Regions from separate parts of the Hordeum vulgare genome. Here region 1 is linked to region 2. Evidence: chromatin contacts called from public Hi-C data. All regions are on one chromosome and are shown on one strand. The core of a region is the stretch at or near the end of the contact, and the rest is flanking DNA. Distances in the headings are between cores, read along the strand shown.

Evidence for each region. Hi-C and Micro-C count contacts between places; a contact is called where the count stands out from the background.
Region 1: a contact with region 2 is called in a Hi-C map of leaf, with 4 times the contacts expected there. The contact joins the enhancer-like site here to the promoter of LOC123435241 in region 2. A contact is called at or near these places in 3 of 6 Hi-C or Micro-C datasets (leaf and seedling) and 1 of 1 datasets of contacts at active chromatin or transcription factors (embryo).

What each region holds. Positions count from the first base shown.
Region 1 is chr1H:344,651,991-344,654,974 of MorexV3_pseudomolecules_assembly, forward strand. No RefSeq gene overlaps it. Among protein-coding and RNA genes, the nearest start is that of LOC123410665, 170 kb to the right of the region's middle. Within about 2 kb of position 1,726, at least 3 of the 3 cell types and tissues checked have open chromatin away from gene starts, as enhancers often do. A contact at or near this core is called in leaf and seedling, where this site is marked.
Region 2 is chr1H:344,384,104-344,387,338 of MorexV3_pseudomolecules_assembly, forward strand. It overlaps LOC123435241 (phospholipase D gamma 1-like), which reads right to left and starts at 1,879. Exons shown (of 10, transcript XM_045115559.1): 1 at 1-1,879. The coding sequence starts at 1,546.

The sequences.
Region 1 (2,984 bases), core at 476-2,975, 270 kb after region 2:
TGGGCCCTCTTGAGGAGGTAAAACCCTACGTTCTGCTTCATTATATTAATGGGGAACGATGGTTACAGAGTTGATCTACCTCTAGATTGTATGAGCTAAAACCCTAGATGAGATAACCTGCCTGTAAGCATAAGAACATCTGGTTTATATATACACTAGGGTTCCTAGGGTTACATGTTACCGACCTTAGTCGGGGATAGATGGGCCGAACTGGTCCTCTTGACTTGAGTGCACGCCTAGTCTTTCGAGCTTTCCATCTTGATTATGAAGTCGTCACACAATCCGGTCTTCAATGTTGCGGCCCATATGGTCGGCCCATAAGGGATAACCCGACCACCCGAGGACCTCTTAATCCAGAACTCCCTCAATCATGTTCATTATTATTTTGTGGATTAAATTATTCTAGAAATTGCTTATATATTCAACAATCATTGCCACTTCCTCCTTTGGGGATTGTCTTACTTTGCTGCTATTTCTAAAATTGTCGTATCAAATATGGATTTTTTAAGTAAGCATGCAACTACGCCTTCAATCATGTGTGTTGGTTTGCATTGTCACCTCATGGGGATATTGTGCTAGGACATAACATGCTCATAGGGTGGCATAACCATTAAGCCACCTAAAATCATCTAATTCATGAACTTTTCTTGAGAAGTCAAGGGTCAAGTGTCAAAAAGCCAAATGGTCAACTAGTCAACCTGTGCAACCTTTTCTTTAGAATCTACTTGTACAACTAAAAGAGTGAACCATCAATTCGTTTGTTTGGCCGGTCCATGCAAGGACATCCATGAACGCTAGTTGGGTAACTTTGCCAATGAAGACGCCAAACAGGAGCTCTCCCTCCCCGAGAAAACCCTATATGACGCTTTGTGTGTTAAAATACCAAGCACACACACGTGAACCCTCACAACGCAATAAATAGGCCGGCCCATTCTATCGCACAATTTTGTTTTTTTGTTTTTTTTTGTTTTTTTTACTTTTATTTATTTGTTTTTGTTTTCCTTCTTTGCTTCTTCTTTTCATTTCTAAGTTTATTTCTATGTTTTCGAAAAATGTTCGCATTTTTGAAAATATTCACAAATTTCAAAAAATATTCTCGCTTTAAAATTGTTAAAAGTTTCAGAAAATTCTCGCATTCTCCACAATGTTCTATACATTGAAAACTTGTTTGTATTTTTAAAAAATTGTTTAGAAAATTAAATTATTCTTGTTTATTCATATATTGTTTGGAATGTAAAAAAAGTCGGCACTTATAAGAATTTATCCAGAATTTCTAAAAAATCCAATTATCAAAATTTGTTCACAAATAAAAAATTTAACTTTTTATAAGATATTTGACAAATTCTATAAATGTTCGTGAAATTCAAAAAATGATCATTTGTTTCCAACTTTGTCCTTGTGTTTTAAATAATGTTTGTGTTTAAATGAAATATGAAAAATAGAACTTTCTCTATTGATTTTTTGAAGTTAGAACTTTCTCTATAGATAGTTGTTTATACATTGTGATATCTATTTAGACACCCAAGCACATTAGTTGGAGGTAGTGAGTTTGAAACCTCGAAGGCCGCTGCTATGGTTACAAGGCTTATTGAGCCCAGTCTTGGCCGTTCAGCTTCTTCTTGTCTCCTGCTGGTTGAATGGGCCGAGTCATTGGGCTATGCCTATCCTGTAACAGGTTTGACAAGAATGTATATCGGCTTGTTGGGGCACCCTCTCTGTGAAAAACAAAGGCAGACTCTTCTAAAAAAGGACAAGTGCAGCCTCGTGTCGGGGGAGCTCCACATGAGCCAGCCCAAGCACATACGAAGCTCCAGTCTCCTTTTTCTGTTGGTTGGTTTCCTTTTTTCGTTACTTGTTTACCATTTTATACTTTAAAATATTCTAGATATATATATTATGAAAATAAGAAAATTGAAAAAGTTGACCAAGCATTTGAAAAATGTTATATGTGTATAGAGAAATTTTTTATCACATATAAAATGATAATCTTTCAAACAATGTTAAAAAAACACATTTTAGAAAATGTTTAAAAAATTATTATCCAAGAATTTTTTTTTATTGTGTATAGAAACAATGATGACGGTGTATTAAAGAAATGACGAATTTCTTTATCATGTTTATAGAAATGTTAATGATGCATTTGAAAAACATATTGAACAACTATTTGAAATTTTTTAATCAAACATTTGAAAATGCTAAATTTGTATAAAAATGTTTACATGTATTTAAAAATGATGATTTTTTATCATGTATATAAAAATATTAATCAAGCAGTTGAAAAAATGTTGAAAGAGGTACTCCAAAAATTTCATCAATATATTGAAAAAGGTTAAATGTGTATAAAAATATTGACCATATATTAAAAAATAGTAAATTTTATATCGTGGGAGTGTTAGGTGTGTATTAGAAAAATGTTATTGACATATACAAAAAATATGGAATGAAATCAAAAAAATCCAAGAACAAAAAAAGGATCCCAAAATAAATAAACATAAACCAAAAAAATGAAAAAGAATGGAAAAACAAAGAAGAAAAGAGAAGGAGAAAATATAAAAAATAATAATGAAAACAATGAAAAAGGAAAGGAAAAAAACTGAAAAGAGAGAGAAAATGGAGAAAAACAAGAAAGAGTGGAAAAAGGGGAGAAGAAACAGTGGAAAACGTGGTTGGTTTTGACTTAAGAACTACGACCCTAATTGTCCATCACAAATGCGAGCCAAGCCTAGTGGTTAGGCCAATTCCAACACACACACCCAAATGGTCCGACTGCATCAGTTTTGGTCCAAACGTACACACTAGTTGGCCCAAGATGCAAATGAAAGCAAAACTTCTCCATAAGGTGGTTTCAGTAATCAATAACAACATATGTGTCATTGAACTAATGATTGTATCTAAGTATATTTGAGAAAAACTCAAAGATGCATTGGCTAAGGATTTTGAGGATAACCCGTGGATGCAAGGAACATCCATTGGCAACAAGGTTG
Region 2 (3,235 bases), core at 629-3,128:
TGTCACGCCAGCATTGCCCGTGTTGGTAGCGCAATCCATGATCAAGCCAGATATCTGGGAGAGAACCATCGGGCACATGTGCATCCTGATAGAGGGTCACCCTCATGCCACGGCGCAGCGGGAAGTAAGTATTGGGCACTCCAAGGCAGTCCGGACCAGCAATGACACCATGGTGGTACATTGTCAGGCGAGCCACTGGGATGTACTGAATAGAAAGCCGTAATACAGCACCAGGAGCGCACGGCTTGCCATTGGGCTCTAGCACAGGGTAGACACCCTCAACCCTGTCCCCAGAAAGGAGACTCTCGGCAGGGATGGCCACAGTTCCAATGAGCTGAGCTCCGAAGACATCGCTGTCCTTGACGACAAACTCGACCTCAGCAGACTCATGGCCAACTGGCACATGGAAGTTCTGCTCCCAAACGGGGTTCTCACTATTGGAAACGACGTAGGTGCGGGCGACAGTGGCATAGGAGACCTGGATGGTGACATAGGGGTCGCTTGTCATTTTAGCGTTGGACTTGCCGCCGACGGAGAGGAGCTCGCTGACCCTCTTGGAGAACATGTCCTTGTTGGGGAGGTTCTTGGCGTCGTGCACCCAAATGTCGAGGCTGCCGTGGAGCAGCACCACTTTCAGCGACGCCCTCATGCTGCCATGCTGTGACCCTCCGGCCACGGTACCGTATGGCACCATCTGCATCCCTCCACCGTTTGAGAAGGAGGCAGAAGGCGGCAGTACGGAGGGCGACGACACAGGCGCCTGTGTGTAGTTGTGGCGGCCGGAGAGGTTCATGTTGGCGAACCCATCGACGATGGGGTAGTGCGGTGTGGAGGCCGCAGGGGATTCAGGGGCCGAGGGATGGGGGTGGTTGTGGAAGCTGGAGCTAGGAGAGATCGCGGGACTCGGGTAGTAGGCTGCAGGGGATTCGGGGGCCGAGGGATGGGGCTGGTGGTGGAAGCTGGAGCTATGCGAGACCGCCGGACTAGGGTAGGCGGCCGCGGGGTGGTCGGGAGCCGAAGGATGGGGCTGGTGGTGGAAGCTGGAGCTATGGGAGACCGCCGGACTCGGGTAGGCGGCCGCGGGGTGGTCGGGGGCCGAAGGATGGGGCTGGTGGTGGAAGCTGGAGCTATGGGAGACCGCCGGACTCGGGTAGGAGGGGTGCGCCGGGCTCGGGTAGGACGGGTACGCCGGGTAGGGATCATAGCCGTAGGGCGAAGGAGACTGCGGTGGGTACCCGTGCTGCTGCTGCGAATGCGGCGGGTACGCGTGCTGCGGAGGGTACGCTTGCTGCTGGTGCGGCGCCGGCGGCGGGTAGGGCTGGAGCGGGCCGGAGTGGTGCGCGAACTGCTGCGGCGGCGGCGGCGCGGGGGAGTAGGCCGGGAAGGAGGGCGAGGGCGCGAGGTAGTGGGACGCCGGCGCGGCGGACGGCGGCGGGTACTGCTGGTGCTGGTAGGGGTAGGGGTAGGGCTCCGGCTGCGGGTGCGGCGGGTACTGGTGGTACTGGTGCTGCGGCTGCCCCTGCCCCCCGTGGTTGCTCCCCTCCATTGCCGATCTCGCCTCCGTCAAGATTCAGGGGACGTGTGTATCCCTCGATTGTTTTCCCCCAAATTGCTCGATCCGGCTCTCGCCGCTCAGTCGTCGGTTTGACGAAGGCGAGGGGGGCGCGGCGAGGGGCGGCGGCCGCGGGGTGGCGTGCGTGGTAATGGTGGAGTAGTGGGCGGCGACCACGACGGGACGGGGGAAATGAGATCGAAATCGGGGACGGTCGCTGGGGTTGGCCGGGCCCGGGACGGCGGCTCCCCACGCCCACGCCCACGCCCAGCCGGATGTGGACGCTGACCAGTTCGCTCGATTCTGATTTCTGAACCGGCCCTCGGTTCCAACGTTCGGGTTCTGCGCGTGCGATGCTGCATATACACGTATGGCCCGCATGTCATGCTCGCATAGACCCAACTACGGAAGATAACGTGACGGGATGCGATTATGCCTTTGTTTTGACTTCTGCTTCATTAGATTAGTTTCGGCTTTCTGACAGATTTATATTGCCTAAAAAAGAAGGATATTATTAAATTTGCGTCTAAGTACTCCCTCCGTCCAGAATTAATTATCGCACAAATCTTTATCTTTAGCTAATAATAAAGAGGCTATCGTTTCTGTCGGAAAACCCGCCGCGGTGATTTTATAAAAAAGTCCTTGATGTTTATGACATTCAACCCGCAATCCCTTCGTAAGTGGATCTAAGAAAACGTTTCATGTTTTCGAAAAAAACCTACATTTGTAAGAATTTCAATTCCGAGCCTCTGTTTCATCTTATCCAGACTCTGCAGCCGCGGCGAGGGGATGGGCGGTGTAGGAGGAGGGAGGCCGCCTCCATCTGTCCGCCGCCGGCGCCGTGCTCGGGCGGGAGGAGGGAGGCCGCCTCCATCTGGCCGTCGCGGGCGTCGTGCTACGGCCGAGAGGAGGGAGGACGCCTCCATCTGGGCGGCGCTGGACGTCGTGCTTGCGCTGGAGAAGGGAAACGACCTCCATCTGTTCGCCGTCGGACACGGTGCTCGCGCGGGAGGAGGGAGGCTGCCTCATCTGGCCGCCGCCGGCGCCGTGCTCGGGCAGGAGGAGGGAGGCCGCCTTCATCTGGACACCGGCGGCCGCGTCCACGTGGAGGAGCTGCCGTGTAAACAGCATCAGCTATGGTCCATTCTTATCCCCGGACATGTAGGTCTGCCATGAAAGGTTTCCCTGGACTCGAACTCCCTGATGCATCATGCGTGCAGGTCTACAAGGAGGGAATACCACCGCAAGAAGCAAGCTTCTCTTCTCTTCTCCGCTATAGCTACTGTTACTTTTGTACATGAAGCAAATTTGTCAATTTTGGGAGTAGCATTTGCAGTACGTGTGGAGTTTCAGCCAATTTTGTCAATTTTGCAAACGAATCTTTGCAATTATCTTTGCAGTAGTATAGCATGTGTGGCTGTTGTTAAGTTTCAACTAATTAACTGAAATGTTTTTAGTTTAATGTCAGATTTTCATGTGTTTGCTTGCAGTAGTTTCAGTAGTTTAGTGTGTGCGGCTGCTACTCCTTTTTCTGTGGTTCCATTAATTAAGTTTCACCTAATTAACCTTGCAAGTTGTGCTTGCTTGCACTACTTGCAACCTACTCCTTTTTCTGTAGCAGTAGCAAGTTGTGCTTTCTTGCACTGCTTGTTTGCTTGCACTAGAGTAGCAATAGCAAGTTCT